Regions from separate parts of the Arachis hypogaea genome. Here region 1 is linked to region 2. A link is a contact called in public Hi-C data. All regions are on one chromosome and are shown on one strand. Each heading gives the region's core, a stretch centred on a gene start, on an enhancer-like site or on the middle of the called end of the contact. The rest is flanking DNA. Distances are from core to core; before and after follow the strand shown. Region 1 overlaps LOC112737714 (transcription activator GLK1). Region 2 holds the start of LOC140177889.

The links. A called contact is a pair of places that touch in the nucleus more often than the background predicts.
Region 1: a Hi-C map of leaf shows a contact between it and region 2, with 2.8 times the contacts expected there. The contact joins the enhancer-like site here to the promoter of LOC140177889 in region 2. A contact is called at or near these places in 2 of 8 Hi-C or Micro-C datasets (leaf and an unstated tissue).

The regions. Positions count from the first base shown.
Region 1 is chr13:23,388,477-23,392,360 of arahy.Tifrunner.gnm2.J5K5, forward strand. It overlaps LOC112737714 (transcription activator GLK1), which reads right to left. Exons shown (of 6, transcript XM_025787757.3): 3 at 1,775-2,074; 4 at 1,056-1,112; 5 at 433-570. Among protein-coding and RNA genes, the nearest start is that of LOC112737714, 3.6 kb to the right of the region's middle. Within about 2 kb of position 1,930, at least 1 of the 3 cell types and tissues checked has open chromatin away from gene starts, as enhancers often do.
Region 2 is chr13:23,330,611-23,334,648 of arahy.Tifrunner.gnm2.J5K5, forward strand. It overlaps LOC140177889, which reads right to left and starts at 2,766. Exons shown (of 3, transcript XM_072211471.1): 1 at 2,588-2,766; 2 at 2,243-2,443; 3 at 1,879-2,142. The coding sequence starts at 2,680. The coding sequence ends at 2,104. It overlaps LOC112737712 (a long non-coding RNA gene), which reads left to right. Exons shown (of 3, transcript XR_003169064.3): 3 at 1-967.

The DNA of each region.
Region 1 (3,884 bases), core at 680-3,179, 57 kb after region 2:
AAGTATAGAAATACTATTTCACAATGCCATTTGCAAAACACATTTTAGTATAGGATGATATTAGAAGACAAGTAAAATTTATTGTTTTTGTCCAGTAATTAATTAGTAATATTTAAAAATAAGGGTTAAAAATATGTTATTAGACTAATAAATTAAAAGTACTGTAATATTAGTTAAAAGCGCTAGAATCTCTTACTCAATACTATTCGTATAAATCTTTTTATCAATTAAGTCTAACTAAATTAATCTAACATCAATAGACATTATTTTTATTATTCTCAATTATCTATTTATTCAAGTTTTATTGTTTAATTTAATTGGAAACTTAGATATGTAGCATTTGGTGTAATTTTATTGCATTATTAGACATGTGTGAAAAATGTTTGCGTGTGTTGGAAGGAAGAAAAGGCAGAGTAATGAAATGAAGTTTACCGGATGGAAGTCAATGATGGGGTTTGGGTTGGCGCTGGAGAGGCCGTTAATGGGAGGATCTGCTGCTTTGTACATAACATGTGGATGTGGTGATGTTACTGGAATAATAGTGCCTGCCACACCTCCTGATCCATATTTCTGCATTTTTTTTTTTTGTTTCTTCTTTAGTTAGTTAGTTAGACTAACAAAATAATAGAAATATTTAAAGATTATCAAAATTTATTATTTTTTATTAATATTTGACTAATTTTAAATACTAAAATTAAATTCTAAATGTTAAATTTCAATAATATAAAAATAAAATATTAATAAGACCATTTCTTATGATAAGAATAAATTTGAAAAGCTTTCAAAATATAGATAACAATGGATCAAGATTTCAAATAATGTACAGTTTTAAAATGTTATAGATTTACAATTTTTTTGTTTGCTAATTTCAAATTAAACATGTCTCTTGTGTCACGAGACAATACCGAAGTGTAATAAGTTTTATGGCAAGAATTGTATACGATATATATAAATATATGTTATTGTTTTGGTAAGGGGGAATAATAATAATCTAAAGGACAAAGAGAGAAGACAACATGGGTGGTTCCAAAATAGTAAGGTAAACGAACAGTTACCCTTGTTGTCAGAGGCTGTGGAAAACACGGTGATCCTGGGGTTAGCATGTTTTGAGCCTGCATGAAAAAAAAAAAAGAATATACTTTTTTTCAGAAAAAGAAACTAAGAAAGCAACATGATGAGTTATTCTTGAGATTCAAATTTTCATTCTAACTTTAGTATAAAACAAACAAAACATTATTAATGATCGAGAACTACACATTTCCAAATTATTATATAATTTTTTACTGGAACTAAATTATTAAAGAAAGTTTAAGCTTTAGAAGTACTAGCTAGCTACAAGGTTATTAAATTAATCAAACAACGTATTAAATTAATATTTGATCATCACTCACATAAAAATATTTTTGTATAAAAATAATAATGAAAAATTTTAAATAATTAATATATTTAACTAATTTATTTAACAATACGTGTTAACATTCTAATAATATAATTTTCAGGTAAAAATATCTTCAAAAATAGCTACCTAATATCATGCATGGTTTTGAATTCTGGTTTGCATCTACAATGAAGATGCATTCCACATGTGCATTGCAATAATTTCAATAATCACATGCATATGCTTTCTACTAAATTGTTTTCATAACTTTTCACATCAAAGCACAACTATATATACATAATTCTTGTTACGCAACATGCAAGCACAATTTAAACCATGAAAACAATCAACAAATTATGAGTTGGAAGCTTAAAGGAGTTAGTTTAGAGCGTTAACTAGTTGGTGGTGAGGATGCCAGAACGGGAGAGCAACAGGTTGCACCCACGGCTGCGACTGCGAGAGTGAATGAGTGGGATTTTTAGGCCACGTGTGTATGAAAGATTGGTCCATGGAGGGATGTCCCCATACATGTAATGGTCTGAAATGGTGCACTGAAGTGATTGGAGGGAAACCCATGGTAGGTGCTAGCCATGGACTACTCACATCTCTCTTCCCTCCATACATTTGTCTCCTTTGATTCCAATTTGCTGCTTCAGCTTCACGCGCTAGTAAATGTTTCCTATGGGATCTATATTTCTGCATTAAAACAAATCATATTGTTCTTTATCACAAAATCCTACACTTTTTTTTTTTAAATTATTAAGTTACATAATCCATAAATTGAAGCAACCAGCGCGCTCGCACGTGTGTATATAATATATATATATACACACACGGCAAATACTCATGTATAGATGTTTTTACTTAGTTTATAATCGAAAACGGTTAGTTAATTCAATAGATTTAATTAAATTGTAATGTATCAATTTTTAATTATTAAGTTTAAATAAAAACAATTATACGTAACTTCCTACCAATATATATATTTTGGTGGAAGTTAGCAGTTAGCATAGACAATGGGGTGGCCATGCTTCACAATGAAAAAAATTTGAAACTAAGTTGTAAAGGTAAATAGTGATTTTCATTTAATAAAATATCTTTTATATCAAATTTAATATTAAAATAATTTAAATAGTTAATATTAAATTAAAAATAAATATTTAAACAGTATAAATAATTAATTTAATATTTTAAACTGTACATTTAAATAATTTAGAATGAAAGATTAAAAAATAATAAAATTTACTTGACATAATATTCTTTTAAACTCATTTGTAAGAGAAACATGTACCTAGTGTATACTTAATACGAGTACATTGACCAAAAAAAAAAAACGTACGGTGCAATTTGATCCTTTAAATTACATTTTGATTTAGTCTTTAAAATTTGGATGGTTTTAATTTAGTCCCTACACTTTTCAAATTTTAATCACATTAGTTTTTACAATAATTTTCGCCACAAGGTCAATTAAAAAGTTTAGGAACTAAATTAAAGTAATTAAAATAAATTTCAAGGATTAATTTGAAGTTCGAGTATAACTTTAAAAATCAAACGGAGTATTTTTTTCAAAAATGATAATTGATAGCTGATAATAGTATAGATTTACAATTTTAATAATTTAATTAAATTTATTAAATGAGCTTTTCAAATATAAATTTTCATAAGAATTTTCATAAAGAACATCTAGATTCTAACTTTGATATAATATATATACTAATATGAATAAAGATTAAAATGAAGAGTGAAATATAATTTTTTTCTTTTTTTGTTAATTATATATATATATATATCTTATATTTTTTATTTTTTAGTTTATATAAATTATTTTATACATTTACAAAAAATAATTTAATTTTCATAGAATAAATACATTTACATAAAAAAAATATATTAGGCAACTTGTTTTGTAGATTAAGATTTATATATACTTAGATACTGAAAAATCTTCTTTACTCACGTATAAACTCTATCATCAAAATTCATTTGTCATCTTTTAAAGTAATTTAACAAAATTCTATTATTATCTACTAAATCAAAGATTGGAGAGAGATATCGAGGAAAGTGAATTCATATAAAAACAAAGTGAATTCATATAAAAACAAAGTGAATAAATTTAACCCATTAAATTTTATATAAAAATGACAAAGTAATTTTTTTAGTACTAACAATTTATTATTATTACAAATAATTCTTCTCTAAATCTATTTTGTCTAAATTATCATCAATATCATCATAATATTATCAACAATATATGATTAATAGTAATCCAACTTTTTAATTCTATTAACACCAATTATGTTTTTTTCTTTTCAAAAAGAGAGTTTTAACTACTGAAGTAATACGTGTTTAATTTTTTTCAGACTAATATAAATTAAAAAAATATAAGAATAAAAAAATAAAACTAATTTTGTGGTTAAAAATTAATGTGATGTATACAATTTTTTTCCATAAAAATTGATAAAAATTTTCCTTTGAAAAATCTAAAAGTTTGAATACTAAAACTAAA
Region 2 (4,038 bases), core at 1,516-4,015:
TCCGGGGATGGATTTAACGTAAAATGGAGCAAGAAAGAAGGTGGTAGTGTTTGATTGAATGAAGGTTGGTACAGAGTTGTAACGGTATTGGGGTTAAAACTTGAGTATTTTGTTGTTTTTGAGTATAATGGTGAATCTAAATTTTCATGACCGTCACCACCATGTGGGAAATAAGTTTCCGAGTCATATGGGACTGACCATTATAGAAACTTCTCAAACTTGAATAATCAATCTATGAAGCACTCGATGCAAATCACCATGAATTTAAATTTAGATTCACCATTATACTTAAAAATCACAAAATACTCATGCTTTAATCCCAAGAGCTCCACAACTGTGTACCAAACTGCATTCAACCAAACACTATCATCTTCTTCTTTGCTCCGTCTTACTTTTTTATTCCATCCTTGACTGGAACCTCCGCCGATATTAGCTTTGATAGTCATTTCCAGTATTTGTTTAAAAAATTGGTGGAAAAGATTGAAGTCGACAACAAGCACTAAATTAAATATTAACAAGCGACAGAGAAGAACGATCTCAACAAGTATTAGTTAATAATTTCTCAACATAAGATTTGTCGGGTTAAGGACGAGTAGGAATGAGAAACATTTAAATGGATTTGAGTGATTACATTGTTCTTTTCAAAGAATTATTTAATACAATTTTACACAGAAAGAAAAAGAAAAGTATGTTTATAGTTTGTTAACCCAATTCATGAGGAGGAGGATGAGGAGAAGGGGAAGAAAGCAAGAATCTGCAAAATTGTTAAATGTAAATTTTGTTGTGATAGTTGAAACTATTGGATTGGTTATGGTTGCACTCCCGTAGGGTTTATGCAAGTAACTAAATCGATCATCACTTGTTGCTTCACTTGTCCTTATTGTATCCCTTCCCGACAATCATGGTCTGCACTTCATGTGGTTTTTGTTCGAGTTTTATGGGCTAGTGAAATTGCATTTATTCAGTATTTTCTGTTTGATAGAATGTAACTGATCCTGATCCGATTTTACAGTTGTGGCTATTTCGGTAGACTGTTTAAATTGTTATGTCAAGGTTGCCGGTTTCCTAGTTCCCCTCTTTGCTTCTCGTGTTAGTTAGCAGGTGTGAGTGTTAATTTCTAACATTCTTTCTGATTTCGCCATCTTGTTTATTCACTCAAACTAGTTATGTTTCCTTCTTTTACCACGGGTTCTGGCAGTTGCGAAAAAACAAAACGTGATAATGCACTTATGGGTGTAGACATAGTTTATTTTCTGGCTCCCAAATTCAAAATTCAAAAACGAATACAAAATCGTCAGCCTCAGTTGAATATCACGCTGAAAAGAAATACATGGGCGTTATCGATTCAAGTCTTGTTTCCTATGGTTGATGAGCACTTAGTGGAGCTTAACTTGTTGAACTCAGCCGCAGCAACACGACAGCGTCGATATCCATCTCCCTGCAAGCTAACTAAATTCGTTGTTGGGGACTTCATCTTCATCAATTCTTCACCCTCCATGGATGCAGCCGGGATGCGTTTATCATTTTTTTTGTTCTTCTCTTTCACAAAGGAAAAAAGTTGACTACCTACTTAGGATACCCAATTTTTTGTTATGCCAAAGCCCCACCTCTAGAGCTCCAGCATAGATGAACCCTATTTCATTGGTTAACCATAACTATGTTAAATATGACTCATGTCATGTAAGCCCACTTCTTTTCCCTATTCAACATGCAGATGGACCCAGTTTATAACGCGAGCTCGGGCTCACTCCATATGACATCAATGTGTTGGGCTGGGCTGAATGTTGCTTTTATATTGCAGTTTAACTTAGGGCAGATAAAATCAAACAAAATAAAATAAAATAATTATGGGCATATCATATTGGTACCAAATCTATCTCGACCTGTGAAATAATCAGAGACAATACTTAGATAATTAGGCACGACACTTATGTTGAGGTGCAAGTCACTCAATAACTACAATTAATATTCACTGAGTAGACGCAGCGAAGAAATAAGTCAAACATTCTAGAGAAAGTAATTGTTTATTTAACAATCGAACCAATAATACCTCATAGAAAGGGCAGGGTACACATTAAGAGCAACGCACATTAATTTCTCCATTCATAATGCTTTTGCGAGAGAGACCACCATCTCCATCAGCTGTGGCATGTATCACAAAAGGAAGAAAAATCAGAAAAGAACCACAAAGTTTTACACAACTATCATTTGCGGTGTCAGAAATAGAACAAATAAGGCATACCTTGCTTGTCTTGGCCTCCTCTATTTCAAGTCCGCCGAAAGTGCCCTCCCTTAAAGCATTACCGTCTGAACCGGGAGCAACGTTGTCCAATCTAGACATATTCATTGTCCCTAAGTTGAAATCGTGCACCTCATGAAGATGACTTATAGGACTTGGATGTCCCTTCTCATCGTTTGACCTAGTAACATCAAATTCAGTAATCTGCATTAAATAACAACATTCCTTTTCAGAACAACCCATCGATCTCTAGAAATCTATTAACTACCCTAAACCTTCCACACATACAATAAGCATTGTGTAAGTAGTAACCATAACAAACACAAATCTCATTAATCTTAGTTTAACCTTTGTGGTCAGCCCATCGGTACTTGTGGCACCAATGTGAGCATCGCCAGCATCCATCCCCATGGTTCGGGCCCTTTTTGCCTTATTTCTCATGTTGCGGATAAGACATGTTCATTTGGTATGACCCGGCACCTTACATGCCACACACTTCCTCCATAACGCTTTTTGTCTTGGCACCCTAGGTGCACCCTTAGTTCGCACAACATTAGGATCACGCAGTTTTGTAGCTGTTACATCAACCTTGCCACTTGCCTTTTTGGAAAACATATATTCCAGTTTGGCACGTAGCTCCTGTATCTCCTTCATCGCCTCCGTAAATAGATCGAATTGTTGTGCCCCAAGAAAGAATAACCAATGAGACGCGGAATGCAGTGCCCCGTGGCAAACCAAAAATTCTCGATCACCATCGTCATATTTTTTCTCCACATACTCCCCATCATGTTTTGCATCTTTCGTCCATCGCTTCAACACCAACCACTTCGGGACCTCCATCACATGCTCATGCTTCATGACAAAGAACATATGCTTATATGGGTACCTGCGCATGTCCTAGAAGTAACAGTCACACTGCAACCTTCCCATATTCTTGTCACATAAGATCACAATATGCCGGCCTGGGTGCCCGTATTCTTCTACTGTGTACACTTTGGTGGTAAGTAACCGCCGAACCCCCCCCCCCAATAAAGTTAACAGATGCAACGGCTTCGATTTCCTTCTTCACATCGTTGAAAATAGTTTGGGTATATACTCTAGCAGCAAACCCTTCGAGGGAGTCCAACGTTGTCATCGAGACCGGGTCACCATAGATGGACCTGAACTGAGATAGTAGCTCGTTATTTCTAAACTCCCGAAGAAGAAGCTCAAGGTTTTGGACAAGTTCAAGCATTGTGTGTTTAGATTGAAGAAACTTCTTCACAACGCTGTTAATGTCCTCACACCGCAATGTTGTCCGGAACCCAGCACAAAACTTATCACCCAAGTATGTGTTGGCTCACATATCCCTATTCCCATACACCTGGTTCCCCTACAAGGTACCATTCAATCCATACTCAGCCGCTGCTTCGGCCCACACGGTCTCAAAGTCATCGACCACCATGTCTGCATACAGTCACCTGTTGAATAGATGGCGTAAAGCCACATCCTTGACGTTAGATGTAACATTCTTCTCAATGTGCCATGCACAAAATCGATGGTTGCTTTTGTAAAAACTTTTCGAACAGCCTCTCGGATTGAATCATCTCCATTAGTAACAACAACCGATGGCACCTTATTGCACATGACCTCCAAAAAATTTTCCAGCAGCCATGTATATGATGTGATGCTCTCATCTAACACCAACCCAAAGCCAAATATACAAGTTTGCTTGTGATTGTTGCAGCCTGTTATATTTATTCTTCTTATATATTGAGTCGAATGCAAGGACATCGCCAAAGTACTAATAGTCAAGCCTA